Regions from separate parts of the Mus musculus genome. Here all the other regions are linked to region 2. Evidence: chromatin contacts called from public HiChIP or PLAC-seq and promoter capture Hi-C data. All regions are on one chromosome and are shown on one strand. The core of a region is the stretch at or near the end of the contact, and the rest is flanking DNA. Distances in the headings are between cores, read along the strand shown.

The links. Promoter capture Hi-C pulls out the DNA fragments that hold promoters and counts their contacts. HiChIP or PLAC-seq counts read pairs in DNA pulled down with a chosen protein or histone mark.
Region 1: a promoter capture Hi-C map of liver shows a contact between it and region 2, with 3 times the contacts expected there. The contact joins the promoter of Micall1 here to the promoter of Fam83f in region 2. A contact is called at or near these places in 1 of 39 promoter capture datasets (liver) and 1 of 115 datasets of contacts at active chromatin or transcription factors (pancreatic cancer cells).
Region 3: an HNF4G HiChIP or PLAC-seq map of pancreatic cancer cells shows a contact between it and region 2. The contact joins the promoter of Pla2g6 here to the promoter of Fam83f in region 2. A contact is called at or near these places in 2 of 39 promoter capture datasets (both in liver) and 1 of 115 datasets of contacts at active chromatin or transcription factors (pancreatic cancer cells).

What each region holds. Positions count from the first base shown.
Region 1 is chr15:79,107,679-79,110,454 of GRCm38.p6, forward strand. Micall1 (microtubule associated monooxygenase, calponin and LIM domain containing -like 1) reads left to right here and starts at 1,305. Exons shown (of 16, transcript NM_177461.1): 1 at 1,305-1,751. The coding sequence starts at 1,606.
Region 2 is chr15:80,670,584-80,673,283 of GRCm38.p6, forward strand. Fam83f (family with sequence similarity 83, member F) reads left to right here and starts at 1,264. Exons shown (of 5, transcript NM_145986.2): 1 at 1,264-1,804. The coding sequence starts at 1,334.
Region 3 is chr15:79,326,993-79,329,692 of GRCm38.p6, forward strand. Pla2g6 (phospholipase A2, group VI) reads right to left here and starts at 1,379. Exons shown (of 17, transcript NM_001199023.1): 1 at 643-1,379.

The DNA.
Region 1 (2,776 bases), core at 55-2,554, 1.6 Mb before region 2:
ACTTGAGCCATTCTGCCCAGTTTTTTTTTTTGGGGGGGGGGCGGTTTCAAGACAGGGTTTCTCTGTGTAGCCCTGGCTGTCCTGGAACTCACTCTGTAGACCAGGTTGGCCTCGAACTCAGAAATCCACCTGCCTCTGCCTCCGAGTGCTGGGCTTACAGGCATGCACCACCAATGCCCAGCTTCTGCCCAGTTTTTAAGTTTTGAAACAAGTCTCTTGTAGCCCAGGCTGGCAAGCACCTCTCGGGCATAAACTACAAGGCTCTATCTTCATTTTCAAGATATGAAACTATAATTCAAGGTGACACAAGATCACGTTGCTGGGGAGGGAGGGAACCAGGATTTGAGCCTGGGTTAACAGAACTCCAAAATCCTGTTTCAGATGACTAAAACCCTGTTCATTCCCTCAGAAGGGAGCAGCAGACTCATTCCTACAAGCTACACATAGGTCAGAGTGATGTCACCATCTCTGCGGGGCTGATTCATCAGCCTGGGTTTATTTAGGAGGCGCCTCTGGGGGAGGGGTCTCCTGGTGGGGTCTTGAAGAAACTATCAAACCAGGCGTTGGAAGCAGAGGTTTTCCTCTGTGTCGGTTTCTAGGTCCTTTCAGCAAGAGCCCAGCCATTCTAAAAGTTGAAGAGACAGAGCCCCGGAAGGATCTATGATCCCCTAGTTTACACGGAGAGAGGGAACCAGAAAGGACCAACTTGGTTGTGGGGTCCCCAGCCTGTCATACTACATAGCTCTCTGGCCTGGTGGTAGTAAAGGTGTTTGGATCCCCTAGGCAGGCCGTGGGGGGAGGGGCGGGCGTTCGAAGTGTTGTAGCGCGGTGGGGTATGGAAGAAAGCTGGTGGCCATCTGGAGGTCTGGGATCTGTGGGGAAAGTGCCTCGACTTTCAGACCAGTCGTGGGTGTGGTTCAGAGAAGTCAGTGAGGAGAATCTGAAGGTTCCTAAGGGTGAGCTTGAGGCAGGCTAGCAGCAAAGCCAGAGTGTCCCACCTCTTGGGGTAGGAGGGCCTGGGGAGACTGCGGGGTGGCGTTGGGGAGGGGCTAGCCAGCGAGGAGTTGTCCCTTCTTCCAGGAGGGGCTCCCCAAGGGAAGGGTTGACTCGATCTGGAGGAGAGGGGCTATGTGGGGCGTCCGCCCTTCCGGGGAAGGGGCTCGACGGCGGGGGCGGGGCCGCAGGGTGGGGCCCCATCCTCCTCGCGCTCCCCCGCGACGCGGGCGGGCAGGGGCGGGGACGGAGGCGGTGGGCGCCCGCGGCCGGCCCACAATGAGGACAGCGGGCCGCGGTGAGTAAGCGGCGGCCGCCCGGGCCGGGCCACGCGGGGCGGAGGCTTCGCGGGCAGGTCGGGGCAGGCTGGCCGGGCGGGGTCGGGAGCCGAGTCCGCAGCCCTAGCCGCGCCAGAGCGGAGCGAAGACACCGAGGCCCCGCCCCGGCCGCCGGTGGCGCCCCGACCTCCGAGCCGCGCCGCAGACACAGCCGGAAACTGGCCCTGCCGGAGCGCAAGCGGCAGCCCAGTGCCACCTGACCCCGAGTCGGAGCCACACGAACCGGAGCCCAAGTCCGAGCCCCAGTCCGGGCCGTCTCCGAGCCGGGCCTGCCATGGCGGGGCCGCGGGGCGCTCTCCTGGCCTGGTGTCGCCGCCAGTGCGAGGGCTACCGCGGCGTGGACATCCGCGACCTGAGCAGCTCCTTCCGGGACGGCCTGGCTTTCTGCGCCATCCTGCACCGGCACCGGCCCGACCTGCTGTGAGTGCCCGGGGTGCGCGAGCGAGCACGCGGGGCTGGGGACCGCCGCTCCCCTCAATGACGCGGTGGCACGCGCCGCCCTGAGAGGTCCGGGACCTCACACCCGCCGCTTCTGAACGCGGAGCAGGGCCACCCGAGACCCCAAGACCGTGCACCCCCTCCCCCACCTCGGGCCACTGGTGTCAGGCTCTGACCTCTAAGAGGGAACTCTGACCCGTCCTTCGGGACGTCGTTACTCTAGGCTCCAGCAGAAATACTGAGCCTCGCTTCCTCCATTGGCGTCAGAGCATAGTAACCCCAAACTTGACTGTAGGAGATGAGAATATGCCACTCCCCCAGTTAGGCTTCCTTTAAGTTCGAGCTGGTCCCCGGGTGCTCTGGGAGGCTGACTTCTTTCTAATAGAAATTTACATCTTTGTAAGGGCACCTACCGGAAAGGGTCTTCAGAAAGAATGCGGCCCCAGATCACTTCCTACCTGGGAGAAGCTGCCGGGCTTCGGCTTTACTCACTTCCCCATCCTTCCCTCCCCTAGAAGACAAACCCCATTCCTTTCTATAGATAAGCGGCTATCATCCGGCACAGCAAGTCCCATATTTTGTGGGACTTCCGTGGGAATGTAGGTCATTAGTTTTAATTCTCTCTTCAGCTAGTTTGCCATTTACATTTAAGGCGCAAAGAACCTAGAGGGATGGAGGAGAAAGCTTTTGTAAGGCACTTTGGGCAGATACTCTGTAGGGCACTAACCCCGTTTCTGGCACAGGGTTCCTAGCTAAATGGCTGTCAGGTGACTGCGGGTACACTACTTCCCCAAACCACCTCGATAGGAATCTGTCTAGGTGTATGGTCCCGCGGCTCTGCTGGTTACAGTGGGGAACAAAGATGGAGCAGAAATTAGGAGCCAGGCAGGGGAGGTCTCTAGTGCAGCTGACAACTGCCAATCTGAAGCTTCCGGCTGGAATGTGGATCCCTCCTACCTGAGCTTCTCAGAAGGGTCTCCCCGGAAAATATAATCAGACCCACAGGA
Region 2 (2,700 bases), core at 14-2,513:
GGAGAGAGAGAGAGAGAGAGATGCCTATTGACTCCTTCATACACACCCCTAATAACCCCAATAACCTCTGTTTCTTTATAAGAACAAGCAAAGGAGGCCACATGTTGGGAAAGGACCTCCCTCACCGCAGAGAGCATAGCAGTTCCTTTGCTTAGCCGCTCCTTTCTCGGGAGATATAGAAAAGCATTTATTTCTAGGCCTCAATTTCCTCGTTTGTGAAATGAGGGGGTTGGACTCATTTCTAAAGCTCCTTCCAGCTCCAAGTCGCTGTGCTACAAAATGAGAGAAATGTGAACCTTTGGTTGCTATGATCTGAAAATATTTTGAATGTGGAGAATCAAAATTGTACAGCAGCACACGAACAAAATAATATGTTAATGACTAAGAAGATTGTATTTAATCCAATGGGAAACAGCAGATCCTCTGGTGGTGATGGTGGTGGTGTGCACGCGCGTGTCTGTGCTCAGCTTCCTTCCTTGGGCTCAAACATGTATTTTGAATCGCTAATATAGTAATCAGGCCTCTGGCAGCCTATCAGGCCCAAACACACGCACACACCACTTCAAATTAAAATGAGGGGCAAATCCACTGCCTCCTGCTTACATCTTTGCTATTTGGGTGATTCTTTTAGGAGAAAAAAATTTTGTAGTGACGGTGTTGGTGTTGAATTGACAGCCCCTGGAGGCCTCTGATCTCAGAACTGGGACGCGTGGGCGGGAGAACTAGGGATTTCATTAGCATCTTTGCTTTCCCACACAGACTGCCCCCTACACAGTCCGACGATCTAGCCCAACAGCACACACACTTGGACCCTGAAGGCCGGAGTGGGTCAGGATGCTACTAAATTCCGCAGGCGTCCGGACTAGAACACGTGCTCTGGGCCCTGCCTGCGGGAAGATGAGGCTGTACCCGCGGGGCTGAGTCCCGAGGGTGCTGGAGGCGTAAAGGGGTCAGGTCGCCGACCTTCCCTGCACTGATGGGTCGCAGCTGGGAGGCGGGCGTGACTCAAAGGCCGCACGTGCCTCTGACCACAGCCGGGCTTTCACTTCCACGCCGACACTCTGCACCCCAGCCGGGCTAAGTAGGCCAGAGACGCAGGGCGTCGGCTGAGCCGCCCGTGAGGTCCCCGCAAGCCCTGCAGAGGCGGCGGTCCCTCTCCGCCCGACGGCCGCGCCCGCACCGGGGCCCGCGCCGATTGGCCGACTGGCGATCGCTGGGCGGGCCGAGGCGGACCTCGCGGCCAGGTGAGGCGCCCCGCCCCTCGAGCGCTCCAGGTGCGGCGGTGGGGACAGCAGGGTCCGAGCCTGGGGCCCCGGGACAGGGCTGGGGCGCCATGGCCGAGTCCCAACTGAGCTGCCTGGACGAGGCGCACGTGAACGAGAGGGTGACCGAGGCACATGCAGCTTTCTACTACTGCGAGAGGCGGCGGGCCGCGCTGGAGGCGCTGCTGGGTGGAGGCGAGCAGGCCTACCGCGAACTGGTCAAGAAGGAGCGGCTGCGGGACTTCCTCTCCAGCCAGGAGCGCCAGGCCCTCTGCGCCGCCTGGAGCCCCTACGAGGAGGCAGTCTCCAGCACCCGTGCCAAGGCTAAGGCCAAGGCCAAGGTCCCGGCCCAGCCCACTGAGTCCCTGGCCTACTGGCCAGACCGCTCGGACACCGAAGTGCCCCCACTGGACCTGGGGTGGACAGACACCAACTTCTACCGCGGTGTGAGCCGAGTCACGCTCTTCACCCACCCGCCCAAAGAAGAGAAGGCACCGCACCTGAAGCAGGTGGTCAGGCAGATGATCCAGCAGGCCCAGAAGGTAGGCCTCGGGCCCCAGTCCTGCACCAGAGGGACCCCCCACACACACACACACTCCCCTGCCTGGTCTCACTTGCGGGCCACTCTCACCATCCTCTGGGAAATGGACCCCCGCTGGCGCTCACCTTGTGCAGCTGTGATGAGACCTTTTGAAAGATGGATGTGTAAGTTCGTGGCAAAGCACTGGTTTTTCTTACTACAGTGTCTAGGTGCGCTAGCCTTGTGTTGGTATACCTCTGTCACCATCCATCTTCCTTGGGCAGTGTGACAGTTGTGAGGCCCTGTGCTAAACTAGCCACTCAAAGGGCTTGATCATGAACTATCACCAGGGATTTATTTACAAGGCGTATCCTCGGCCGTTTCCCTATTTGATCTTCACAATCGCATGAAGTTGGTAATAGCCTCCCTTCCCCTCTGGGCCAGATGAGCTTTTCTTAGGAGCCTTTCTCCCCCAAACAACCCGACTTTCCCATTATCATCCTCTCCTGGGCTTGGCACTAGAGCCCAAGCAGGCTCAAATGAATGAGGAACGCTATTTTAAGCTCTAGCAGTGGCTTGGCCCAGTGTTGGGTGCTCCCACAAAGCACTGGACCAAGCTCAGGAAGAGGCTCCTACTTTGCCCATCTGCTCTGCTTGGGTGTTGAGAGATGTTTCCAAGGAGCCTGGTTAGAATACCAGTTGGACAGCTGGCTGTGGGGTAGGTGAAAGACTAATCTTTTCCTCTGTGCCCTTGGGTACTTGGGTAGTTTCCAGATAAAATGTGGGCTATTGCATTAAATTCAAACTTCAAATAGGTCTTTTTGTATCTTTTTATTCCAAATAAGCTGCACGGCGGCTGCATTGATGCTAAAAGTGACTTTTCATTTACCTAAATTCAGATTTAATGGGACAGATATT
Region 3 (2,700 bases), core at 129-2,628, 1.3 Mb before region 2:
GAGGTCACTGGCCTCCCTTCCCCAGGCTAAGCAGGAACAGCGGGCGGGCGCTAGCTACATCAATATTTGCTCAGTGGAAAGGGAGCAGAGAATAAAGGTAACAGAAATAAAAGCGCCTGGTTGTCAGGGTGATTAATAAACACTGAAAACATGAACAAAGGGGAATGCTCTCCCTTTGGTCCTCTCTCTCCCTATCCCCCAGCCCTTTCCATCCTGCCTATGAAACAACAGCAAAGCAGGGAGCTTGTACAGGGCCACACTGGTCACCAAGCCTTGTCTTCTACATCTTCTCATTCAAATACTGAGCCTCGTGGCAGTCACTAATGTGGGCAGAAAATTCAGTCCTATCTGGCACAGTGAGAAAACAGACAAGAACAGAGCATGGCCTCCAAGCTCCAGAACCACGTGAAGGCAGAGACCAGAACAAAACACTGCACTAGTCTAAGGGTGGAGCTTCAACGAGGCCAAACCAAACCTGCCCAATCCTGTCGGGCTGGCAAGAGGGCAGGTGGGGGAACTTTAGAGGAAGGATTGGTATTTGTTTGCGATCATGTGAACTGCCCATTAAAAATACAGGCAGAGATCCATAAACCCTTGTGCCCTCCCAGTCGCACTCACACCCAAATCCCTAGTCACAGTCACCTGGGTCACAGGCTCCTAGTCGCCAGCTTCCAGGTCATCGGAGGGAGCTGGAGGTGAACCCAGGATTGGAGGCTAGAGAACTGGGAAAAACACACGGGGGAGCAAATGGAAACCGGAGGCACAAGAGAAGATAAGCAGGGAGTTAGAAATGGGGGCTCAGGGGTTGGGCACAAAGGGACGGACGCAGGAAGCAGGTGGCGTGGGGGAAATCGGGCAATGAGGCAGAAAACCAGGAGCACTCAGAAGCGCAGAGAGAGGAGCTGGGGACAGTGGACAGTCCAGGGTGAAAGTCGGGCAATGAATTGGGAGAAGGGTTGATTTTGGAAGTTGGGAAACTGAGGGCGGCAACGGAGAAGAATGCGGTCACCGGATGGGAGTTGGGGACGCCAGGGGATGAAAGGACAGAAGCCGGGAGCACTCAAGGAGGCCAGATAGGAGTTAACGGAGGACATGCCTCAGAGTCGCAGACACGAGGCCGGTCCTAAGCAGGGTCCAGGTGACGACATTCAAGACAGGGGCACCAGGAGGTTTGGGAAAGGGCCGTCAGGCCCCGCCCCCGCCGCGCCGTCACTCACCTCGGCTTACTCAGCACTTCTCAGCCCTCCTACTTCCGCAAACTGACGCGCCCCGCCCACGTGACGACACTACGGCTCTCCACCAATCCACCGAGCCCATGCCGCAGGCAGGCTGTGGCCCCGACCCCAAGCGTGGACCTCGCACGCGGTCAGGCGCCGCCATCTTCTATAACTGCCCAATGGAAGCCGCTTCTGTTGCCAGGGGGCGGTCGGGCTTCTGACTGAAGCCAATTCTGCGTGGCTGATGGGGGCCATGCCTCGGGCGGGCGGAAGTTTCTCGTGAGGGCAGTTTGGCTGACGTGTTGATAAAGGGCAGGAGGCTGTTCCCGGCTCCCTTCGACCTCAAGGAATCCAGGGTGGCTCGGACTCTGAACTTTTCTGTTTCTGGCAACACATGAAGATAATAAGAAAGAAAATCAATAAAGCCACAGGATATAACCGGGAAGAGCCTGCTTTGATGTTGCCAGGTTCTCCCAAACCAAATTGCAAATAAAAATATGGAATTAACGGTTAGGTTGAAATAAGACAAAATAAAAAAAACTTTCAGGTGGGGAGGGAGGTAATACGCGCGCGCATATGTGTGGTGGGTGGTGGCCAACATAGGGTTTCTGTAGACCAAGCTGGCTATGAACTCAGATTGCCTGGTGTGTGCCACAAGCTTTTTTTTTTTTTTTTTTTTTTTTTTTTTTTTTTTGAGATAGGGTCTCCCACTGAATCTGGAGCTCCCCCACTGGGTTAGCCTAGCTGGCTATGGAACTCCAGGAGGCTTCTTGTTTCCTCTTTCCCAGCTTTGAAGTTTAAAACATTTACCTTTTTCCGTGGGTGCTGGGTATCGAACTCAGATCATTGTGACAACTTCACAAGCACTTTTCCTACTGAGGTATCTAACCAGCCCCCGAACAAGCCTAGTGGCAAGTGATAAAACTGTATTTGTTGCCTACCAACTCTACCTCAAGATGCCAGGCAATTCTGGGTGTGGTTATTGCACACGTACAATCTCAACATTTGGATGCTGGATCAGGAGTTCAAACCCAGCCACAACTAGTTCAGTTGAATCCCAACCTGGCACTCTGTCTCTCAATAAATAAATGAATGGATGTCTGGAGGAATCTTAGCACTTTTAGTAGGATTTTACTTGAATGACCTCTGTGAGGCTGAGAAGTAGCTGCGGTTGCGTCTGGGAATAGGTGATTGTCACTGAGAAGACTCAGACCTCATGCCTAACTATCATGGAATTCCAATAGATGGAATTAAAGTGAATAACGCGGGGGCTGGTGAGATGGTTCCTCGGTTAAGACCACTGGCTGTTCTTCCAGAGGTCCTGAGTTCAATTCCAGCAACCACATGGTAGCTCTCAACCATCTGTAATGGGATCTAGTGCCCTCTCCTGGCATGCAGGCATACATGCACACAGAGCACTCATACCATAAATAAATAAATAAATAGATAGATAGATAGATAGATAGGTAAATAGATAAATAAA